Regions from separate parts of the Athene noctua genome. Here region 1 is linked to region 2. The links are chromatin contacts, called in public Hi-C maps. All regions are on one chromosome and are shown on one strand. Each heading gives the region's core, a stretch centred on a gene start, on an enhancer-like site or on the middle of the called end of the contact. The rest is flanking DNA. Distances are from core to core; before and after follow the strand shown.

The links. Hi-C and Micro-C count contacts between places; a contact is called where the count stands out from the background.
Region 1: a contact with region 2 is called in a Hi-C map of liver, with 5 times the contacts expected there. The contact joins the promoter of HS1BP3 here to the promoter of TDRD15 in region 2. A contact is called at or near these places in 2 of 2 Hi-C or Micro-C datasets (heart and liver).

Annotation. Positions count from the first base shown.
Region 1 is chr1:11,856,721-11,862,089 of bAthNoc1.hap1.1, forward strand. HS1BP3 (HCLS1 binding protein 3) reads left to right here and starts at 1,791. Exons shown (of 7, transcript XM_074895569.1): 1 at 1,791-1,954. The coding sequence starts at 1,914. TRNAS-AGA (transfer RNA serine (anticodon AGA)) reads left to right here and starts at 1,612; the gene lies at 1,612-1,693.
Region 2 is chr1:11,443,101-11,448,450 of bAthNoc1.hap1.1, forward strand. It overlaps TDRD15 (tudor domain containing 15), which reads right to left and starts at 2,217. Exons shown (of 1, transcript XM_074933498.1): 1 at 1-2,217. The coding sequence starts at 2,205.

The DNA of each region.
Region 1 (5,369 bases), core at 541-3,040, 410 kb after region 2:
CCTTTCAGAGGGTAGCAACACTGAAACATATTTTATTTTCCAACTACATGATGTTTTTGACGATATGGGCTGTGAAGTTATAAAAATGCCAGATATAACAAGACTTGTTAAGAAATCTGATAAACAGGCAACTCTTGGATTTCTTCATGAGCATACTGACACGGTGCACAGAACCTCTCCAGGTCAAAGACAGAACCCAGCAGCATACTGGGGCTGAGCAGACACTTTTGTTTGGGGAGAAAAGCCCCAGTTTTGAAGCGTCTTCACAGGCACTTGGTGATGTTTGGATGGACACTGCTCAGTGAGTGTGACAAGCACTGCCTCAGCGGGGGCTCATAGCCCAGATCCTGCGCTATTTTTGCTGTCTCAGGTTGCCAAGTGCCAGCTGCTTACTCCTTGTTACTATCTGAGTAAGTTGGATTATCCAGGAAGCCAACTGGGGATAAAAATGCCATTAGAGAAGTAATTCATTTAGACATACAGCTATTTAGGATATACTTTCACGAACTCCAGCCCAGAGCTTTTTAACCTTTCAGAGGCCACATGAGAACGATTCACATCTCAAAAGCATTTTCCAGTGGCTTGCAGCACTTCTGGCAACCACGACTCCTGTGCCAGGCAGGCTGCACCCGTGTGGTGGTATTTACACTACGCTTAACAAAAGGCTTCCAGTGGCGATAACCAGGGACAGAAAACAAACAGGATTTAGGAAGGAACTCCACTTACAAAGTCTTTTTTTGTTTGTTTTGACTCATGAGTTTCATGCTCCAGACTTCTCGTTTCACCAGAAGCAGCAAAAGATCACTCTGTATCTGCCACCTTTGGATCTCTCTTGATTTTTACAGACTTTCAGCACATCCCCAACTCCTCCAGCTGTTTCTCTTCGGCATGAAAAGCCCTAATCCACTCACCAGGTGCCCTTTTAGGGGCCACTCCTTTCTGGGGGCACCCCTGGACCCTCTGCGTACCCACTCGGGGTGCAGAGCATGTTCAGGGGTGCCTACACTGATGCCGCTGCAGAGTCTGGTTTTTACTGCTTTTCTAACGTTCCCCAGCATCTCCTTAGGTTTCTGCTGTGATTATTGAGGCGTGAACAGCAGACAGCTGTGCCCGGTTCTTTTTTTTCTCGGTGCTTCCCAGCAAGAGCTCTGCACACCCGTGTAGAGAAGCACTGAGAAAGAAAACAAAACCACTCGGGTGCACGCAGACGCGTGAAAACAAGCGTGGCTCCCCAGGGCAGCTATGAGTGCCGGCGAGGGGCAGCAGAGGGAGCAGCGGCTTGCTGCCTTTCCAAAACACAGGCTGGGGCCGGCAGCGCCCCCAAACACCCCGCGGCCAGGGCACCCCGCGCCCGGCTGGGCCCTCGGCCGCGGCGCGGGCCCCCAGGCACCCGGCGGCCGTTTACCGGAGCTCAGCCACCGGAGCAGCACCCCGCCGCCCGCTTTCCGGCAGGTGGGTGCGTGCGAGCTGCTCCCGCTCGGCCGGGGGGCGCCGGGCCGGGGGGCGCCGGGCCGGGGGGAGCCGGGCCGGGGGGCGCCGGGCCGGGGGGAGCCGCCGCCGGCCGGGGGGCGCCTTAGTGCAGCGCCCGCGCCCGCTGACCCGCCCGGCGGTGTAGTCGTGGCCGAGTGGTTAAGGCGATGGACTAGAAATCCATTGGGGTCTCCCCGCGCAGGTTCGAATCCTGCCGACTACGGCCGGAACCGTCCTTTTCTTTCTCCCCCGGCCCCGCCGTTTTCCTCCGCCCGCTCTCCCCCAGCGATCGTTTTGCACCAAAGCCGCCCGCCCGCCGGCCAACATCCGGCAGGGCGGCCGCCGCCAGCCCGCGGGAAGGGAGGCGGGACCCCGTGACGGCCGGACGCGGCCTCTCCCTCCCGGGCCGGCGCCGATCCGCAGCGACGCCGCTTCCCCGCGCCATGCAGCACAGCCCGGCGCCCGCCGTGCTGGTCACCACCAGGTACCGGCGCGGGGACAAGGAGGCCGAGAGCCGCGACCCCGCCGCCCGCCTCAACTTCTCCAGCCGTTACGGGCGGTGGCGCCGCGGAGCCGCCCGCCGCGGCCTTCCCTCGGCGGGGCAGGGCCCGCGCTGGGCCCCGCCGCGCTGCTGGCGGGCGCCGCCCGGGGCAGGGGACGGGGCGAGCGGCGCCTCACGGGGACCCCGGGGCGGGCCTGAGGAGGGGCTGCGGGGCAGGGGACGCTGAGGCGAGGCCGAGGTGGGCGGCGGGTTGCTGGTGCGTGGATTTGCCCCCCGGGACGGTTCGGAGTTACGCGTCTCCTCGAGTTTTTTGGCGTTTCAGAGCCGGGAGAGATCAGTGTTGCTCTGGCCCGCCCGGTGTCACACCAGCCGTTTGGTCCTCTCCTCCTGTGGTAACTTAGGGCCGTTTCCCTTCCCCACGGACACTGCTGGGGACACAACGTGTGCTCCCACCCTCCGGAAACATCTTTTCCTTGTCAGTAGTTCGAAGAGGGTCAGAAGGAATTAAAATTTTTCCTGAAGCGTACACTGGCGTCTTTGACGCGCGGTGTTGTCCGTGCTTTTGGTTGACCCCCATTCCCGCTGTCTGCCAGGCCGCAGGGAACCCATCTGGCTTGAAGTTAGGCCAGCGATGGGCAAAATAAACTTACTCTGTTTTCCCACCTTCTTGAAACCATGCCCTAGGTGGGTGTAGAGGTGCTGTTTTCAGTTGCATTACGTTTTTAAAACCTGTATTTTCTTAGGTGTGGTGATTGAACCCTCAAGAGAAATGCCTCAAGAAGAAAATGCCTGTAGCAATCTTTATAGAGAAACGATAAAGATATACATAGAGAGTTATATTTTTTTTTTTACCCCCTCAAGATATTTGAGACCACATGAAAGCAGTTCCCTATCAGATGTGACATGAGAAACAAGTGTTGATTCAGCAAGGTCCTGACTCTCGCACCTACCTCCGAGGACATAAGTAGCAACTATTTCAATCACATTAACTTCAAAGCCATTATTTTAATCCTTAAATATTTGGCTGTATGAGAGCCTGACTTCCTTTGGAGCAGTGGCCTTGAACCTTCAAACATATCTTAACTTGCATACGTGTTTTGTAGGACTGACTTTATATTAGATTTAGCCTTGGAAATGGAAATCAGAACACCTGGATTTGTTTTACAGTCAGTAGACTTTACCACTTGCAAATTGTCCCATGGATATTGGAATGCTTTCAGTAATAAAATTGAATATATATGCATGTGTGGGATTACAGCTGTAGCAGGTGAATATATTTTCTATCTTGTGAGATAAGATAGCTGTGTAGTTGTGACCTTTTTCACTCTTTATGCATACTGGTTTTGGGAATAGGATTCCTATCTGCTATGGTAATATAAATTAATAATCTGTATACTTGTAGTTAGACTATACAGAGAAACGGAAACATTTGGTGGCTAATTTGTGTCAGATATTTTGCATTTACTTAATGAATAAACTAGTTGTACAAGTTTTTTCTCCTTTTACTATGGCCTGGGCCATTACAGTTTGGTCCCCTTTGGGCAGAGGTAGTTGGAGCTGCTGACAGGGGTGTCTTTATTGAGGTCTGAAGTGCAGAGTCCACTCTCCTCGCCACACAGACACTGGAATAAAGTTTGTCTGGTCACAGCACTTACCTCGCTTTCTTTGCTTTCTTGCTTGCAATGGCTATTTTCACCCCTCTCCCACCTTGGCCTTTCAGCACAGAAAGAAGATTAATTAAAGTACAGGGCCTCTATATTATAGCACATCAAAAGACAGGAATGAAAAGCTGTTGCTGTTCCACGAACTGTGGAAACTGCTCTGTTCAGCTGACCCTTATGTAGTCTCCCCTTCTTCTGTCCAGTGCCAACACTGCATGATCTGATTGTGCAAGCACAGTGCTACTGGTATGAATGGTCTGTTACTGGTATGAATGGTCTCATTGTATTCAGGTGAAATGATTCATGTTAGGAGAATTAACCATGTGCCCAAGTCTCCCCTGAACTGTCGGTATTGTAGGCAAAAGCGTAACTGAGAGATACACAAGCTAGGTTTAAATAAGGAGTAGAAGCAATAAACCTGTGTATCCAATTTAAACAACTAGCTTTCTCATTTTCCTTCTTTTTTAAAGCCACTACTGTAAAACTGATTGTGTTTGATGTGAAAAATCCAATGAAACTATATTCTGTCTTGGGATTTGTAGGTGATACTTCCATTTGAATGACAATAACAGTATCAAATTAAAACACTGGGGCTTCTTATTTTGCAACTAAAGCATCACAAGAACAAGTGTGCACTTTGGATATTACACTGTAGCTGTCTCAGCCTCCCTGCTGATTTCTGTTCATTTAGAATCTATTTTATATTTTAAAAACCCACACAAATCTTTTGCTATGGAGATAATAAGGGTAGATTTCCTGTAAGAGATGGTAATGAAGGCTGTCACAAGGCCAAAAGCAAACAAAAATGTAGCTATTCCCCCTCCCTCTAATCACTTTCCATTACAGTCATTTTAGTCCAGACTTTTAACAACTTTAAAAGAAAAACCTTGGGTATAGATAAGGTACTTACTAACTTTATGTCATTTTTAGAACTTTTTGATGCAGCAGCTCTTACAGTGAAATTGTTGTATCATCTCAGAACATCTGTATGTGGTTGGTGTTTTAAGCTAAATAAGGTCGTTCAGGAAGGATGGTTTTGTGGTGGTTTTTCCTTTTATTTACATCAGAGGTGAAAAGCAGGTTAATTTGTCATTTGTGCTCTGTGGCTGTGTTAACAGAAGTCAGTCACTCCTGAGTACCATCCAACAGACCTTTTTCTGTCAGTTGCAGTCACAACTTTTGAGGGAGTACACATCTGGAGAGCACTTCCTCTGCTTCAGGTATATTCTAAAAAAATCCAGATCCAGATGATTTTACTGACAGGTGTCCTTTGAGTCAGCATTTTGGCTGCCACTGAAGGAGACAACACTCCAGATAATAACTGTTACGGGTTCAACAGACTGATGTGTGAAGGCCAGGCACCTATGTATTTATACCTAAGCACTATTGATTCAGTGTTTAGAGCCCATCAACGTGTAAGTAAGAACAAAATTTTGTTTCGTTGGTGTAAAGTAAGTCCTTGGCTGGCAGAAAATGAGAACAGAATCAGAGCAAACAGAATGGCGTTTAGGTACCTGGTATAAAATCTTGCTGATGGTAGAGCTGTTGTTAAAGCCCTAATGTTTTAAATATGGGTTGTAAAGAGCTTGGGTAGAAAATCTGGCCTATGCCTTTGTTTGTTGCTGTCTGATTTATAGACAACTATTAAGATACTCTCTTTAAAAAGCTTTTTGTTCAGTTTTGCATTGGAGATTCAGAGGTTGCCTTCTTGGGAAAGCTCAAGTTTCAAAAGAACT
Region 2 (5,350 bases), core at 967-3,466:
TCCAAAACATGACGGTGCACCAAATTCTCTCAGCACTGAAGGCACACTTAATGATTTTTCCTTCTGAAATACCTCTCCATTTCTGGATACCTTATTTTTATGAGTATTACAGATTCTCTGTGTGTTTACTTTTTTTAATTTGCAGGGATTCCGATTTTGACATTTTCTTGAGTTTAGAACAGAATCTGGTGTCTTCTCCCAGTATTCAGCATATCCAACTTGAGCCATACATGTGGCAACATCTTGCTGCAAACCATTCCTAAACTGCACGTTAACAACATGCTTCTTGTTTTGCTTTCCAATGACATGAAGCAGCAGTAGTTTGTCACACACAATGTTTTTGAAGAAACTGGTTTCCTTTTTAACCCACACATCATCAACAGGAAATGTACGGGCAAGTGCACAACACATAGCTAAAGCTGGTAAACTGGAAAACTCCGGAAGCAACATTTTCACATCATTACAGGGTACTGTGTCTGTGTTTCCAAAATCCAAAAAATACACAGTAATGTCTACATGACGCACTTCAGTGACAACACCCCGATAATAATGCCTGTCTTTGCTATACCGGGCACAGCACAGCAATCCAGGTTCTGGCTTTTTAAGGACCATTTCATCAGCTCCACACTGATTGTATGTATCTGCAATATCTTTCATCAAGGCTTTAAATTCATCCTGGTAGTCACACAGTTGAACCCAGAAGTCAGATGGATTTATGACATGTACCACAAAAGCAGTATGAAAAGAATTTATTTGCATTTCTACTGTTTTGCAGCGGCTTGACAAAGAAATATTCCGTTCAGGTAAGCAATTTTGTGTCTGTTTATTTCCAGTACAATTCTTAAATGAATTGTATCTCTCATTACATGGTCTCTGGTTCACAGCAATACTTGCTATTTTTGTTTCCAGAAGTGAGACACATGATGCAGCTGCCTCATCCTGGTTTTCTGGATGCTGAGCATTAATTCCAAGATTTCCATTTTCCAGCGTAATATAATACAAGTGTTTAATGTCACTGAATAAATCAACGTGGACACACACAGAAGTTTGTTCTATCAAGGCCTGTGTAAGTTTTTTCAGCTGAATTTTTACTGCTGTTTCATCCTGACCACCACAACAAGACAGTGTACATGGAAATGAAATCATTGGTAATGCCAGGAACTCTACTTTGAGTTTCTGAACGCAGCTAGATGGCACGGCTTCAACACTGCCAAAATCCATAAACCAGACTTCCACATGGTCAGAGATAACACGTTTTATCACTCCTCTATTCCACTGTCCATTTTGCCTTTTGGCAGCACAGACCAGACCTAAGCTATCAAAAGATTTCTTATTTTCTGTACTGGTAGCTTCATAGTACAAATGCATAGCTTCTGTCAAATCTTCCAACTCCTTCTGCCATTTCTGTATCTGACAGTAAAATTTATTTGGGTTTACTGCAGCAGTTATTTTTACATTTTCCTTACTGCCAACAGGTAGACGTGGAAAGAGGTCATCTAGAACTGGCCAAAAATCTGTTGGTTTCTCCGAACTACTGAAAGTAAGCAACTCCTTAACTGTACACTTCTGTTGCAACACCTGTGGCACTCTTTTATAAAGTGTTTCTTGGGGAAACACTTTTAACGTTTCTACAATAAGGCAAAATGAATCTCCATCAATAAATTTTCCTAATCGCAGTTCAAGAACATCACTAATGATCTTTGGCACTTCTAGAATAAACAGTTCATACGGTATAACAGCTTTCACACAACCTCTAATCGTCAATCCTACCAGAGATGAAAAATAATTAATGGCTTGTGGAGGCCATTTTTCCCGAAGAGGAAGTATGCTTGCAAAAACACCCCAAACCACCTTTGGAGGCAGCTGAAACAATTCATCACAAGCAGAAGCAAGATGCATTTCCTCAACAACTAGCACTTGACCAGTGTCTATAAGAAAAACCTGACAGATATTTCCTCTCTTTTCCAGAACTCTTCCTCTATGCCATTCTCCTCCTGTGTCTTTCACCAAACAAGGTCCACCAACGTAAACATTATCTTTTACTTTGAATATTCGTTGTATTTCATTTTGTAGTATGCAATAGTCAAGCTCACATTCCACTTTGCGTTGACCCTGGAATACTACAACCAAGCATTCGGCATGGCATTCTATACAAGTTATCTTCAGATTCACATCTGTGTTTGATGAGGGAGTCAGAGATTCCATCCTGTCTGCAAAGAAGAGGAGTAATATCAGTCTGATAGTTTTCCGGGATTTTTTTTGTCAACTGATTCCTTAAATTAAATCTCTTTTCAAAATAATAGCATATTGTTACACACTGAAATGAAAGCAATTCATACCATTTATACAACCTCTGCTCATCTCAGAAATGTTACTTATATTGAGTAAATTTAACAGCAAATCTCTCCAAAGGAGATCTAATTCAGTGTTTCATTGCACCAGACTTGCAGTTACAAGAACTGTTTACCTGCAGAAGTATTTCCCATTGCTTATATTTCTTCTTAATATGTGAATGACCAAAGGCTCCTCCCCTACTCGCTCTGCTTCTTCTGTGTAAATCACTTCTTCAAATCAGTGACATCTTATAGATTTACAGTTTATTTAATCTGGATTTACATACAGTATCAGGTATGGCTGTAGCATATTTAATTTTTTGTAACTGCAAGGACATACATAACACATTATCTATGTCCAACATTTCTGCACGGCCCATCAACTAACAATTGTGCCTGGTGTATTTTATACTGTCTTAACACTCCAATTCTGACAGTTTACGTGTTTTAAACCCTTCAGGTACTTCCGGCTTTCATCTATAAACTGGAATTCAAGATCACCTTTTAGTTCCATTCAAATTTATCACTGTATCAGTGATTTTACACTGTTTAAAGAGACTGTGCATGCCCATAATTTAACCAAGCACTTCTATGAAACAAATGCTGTTCTAGCAAAGTAATTAGGGGCTGACAGCATCATTCAAATGCAAAGATAGCAGACAAACACACAAGGATAGACTGGACAAAGCAGATGCTTGATTTATTAACTTTTATGTAAACTTAAAGGTGAAGCTTTCAGTTTCAACCACAAGCTATGAGAGCAAGATTTTTCTCAGCCTGCAAAAAATCTTTAATGGAACTGCCATAATAGTTTTTAATCATAAGAACGCATGAAGTAGCTAGGGATCTTACAAACTGTCTTCAGAATAAATACTGATCCCTATCACTCTCGTTCCACCAAAACCAAAAATTAATAAATAAATGAGCACTCCTATTGTAAAGCTTACCAGAACATCTCAAGCAGGGGTATGACTTCTCAAAAAAAGAAAATAGATGACTTTAAAAAAAAGAAAAACAATACCACCATCTACCCAAAAAAGCCTTCCAGTAAAAACAGTACCAAACCTAGATCTGACAAATATCTGCTTAAAAAAGCCCCCTTTTTTCACTTCTCCCTGTCATAAAATATAAAGTTAAATTCTGAGGGTATTTTTAATTAAAGAAAATACCCTTCGGGAAAGGATTCTGTCTGCCTGGAAGACACACCTGATCATTAAAGAGAATAAAATTTTTAAAGGTGCACCACTGATGCTTTGGCCAGCTTTTTTTTTTCCTCACTGAAACAAAGCTCTGGTTGCAGAAACATATAACAAAAACAATTTGTGCAACGTTTGGTTTCCCATCGCCGCAGACCAAATAACAACATCAGATTGATACAGTCATTTCTACAGTTTACAAGAGTTATTTTTTCTTTTTACTCACCTACATACCAGTTAAGATTTATTCATTCAGAACCTTTATATACCTCAGCCCTCTTATTAGCAACTCTGCATCTCCACATGATAGAAAAAATCATTAGAGAAATAAACTCAATTCTTGTACCACTGCTCTGAATTCTCCCCTTTTTCAACAAAGACACCCCGAGTTTCCCACACACACAGTTTAACTGCAATTTTAAGATTTCAAAGAAAAAAATTACAAAACTGTATCCACCTTCCTAAACCCACAATAAGACCATTCTTTTCTTCACTGTAGCTCAAAAACGACACCAGTCAGGACACTACACAGATAACCCACCACATACCTTCTACGCAACAGTGGTCACATATTTATTTTTGTTTCATACAAGCATATTTTTATTTTTGATCGCTTCAGCTATCAAAACCTGTATCAAGCACAACTACCACACAAACTTACAGCATAATTAAAGGACTTTTAAATGCAATCAAGTGCGACACGTTAAGCTCTCTGCGCTGCCCTCCAAAGCGGCGGTTGTGACAGGGGCTGCCTGCCACCCCCGGCAATGGTCGCCTAAGAGGAGCAGGGCGCGGAGCCGGGCTCGACGCGACAACGCGCGGCGCGGTTGGGCAGGCGCTGCCGCCGCCAGGCGAGACCCCGAAGTGAAGACCGCCAGCCTCGCAGCAGCAGCTGCTTCACCACTCACAACCGCGCGAGCTACGTGTGAACGCCGTAGCCACCAGAACACCATCATTTGACATCGCCCAGACACCGAGCGCAGCAACCCACCTCCATCGCTCGCCCCTCATTGACAAAATGGCGGCGCACAGCGGAGCCCTCGCACGGCGGCCGGCAAAGCGCACGCGCTCCCGCGCCAATGGAAATTTACGCGCCGCGCCGGGGGGGGTGGGGCTTAAGGTCGATTGGCGGGAGCGCGGCGGCAGCGCCCAGCCAATCGGTGCGGCCCAATGGTGCCGCCCCCATCTGGGGCTGAGGGCAGGAAGTGAAGGGTCGGGGTCGGGGTCGGGGTCGGGGTCGGGGTCGGGGTCGGGGTCGGGGTCGGGGTCCATGTCCATGTCCATGTCCATGTCCATGTCCATGTCCATGTCCATGTCCATGTCCATGTCCCGCCTTTCGGGCGGTGGGGGAGTAGCTCCGTCTGGTTCGGTTTTCATTTGGACTTGTGCTTTTCTGTGTGTTTGGGCGTTTTGTTGGGGTTTTTTTGTTTTTCCTTTATGCTTGCACTTAGTAGCTGTCCGTTATCTTAGGTGATCTCTAAGCTTTTTAAAAGGTACCTGTGGGTCACTGAGTATTCTGGAGCTACCTAAAGAGGATTTCAGAGCTCCTACTCTTTCCTGTTATCATGAAGAAATTCTCCAGGCTGGGAGGAGTACATGCTTCTGCATATAATTCTGTTTGGGCTGGGGTTTAATTGTGGTGGGTGGGTTGTGGGTTTGTTTTGGGGTTTTTTTGGGGGGGGGGGGAGTGGGGGGGGTGATGGTTTATTTGGATTTTTTTTGCTAAGAATATAAGTTTAGTGAATTGGTCACAATAAGGAAACTTGGTATAAAGTATAAACATAAATAGTAACAGATGCTTGTATGTAAGTGATTTCACTA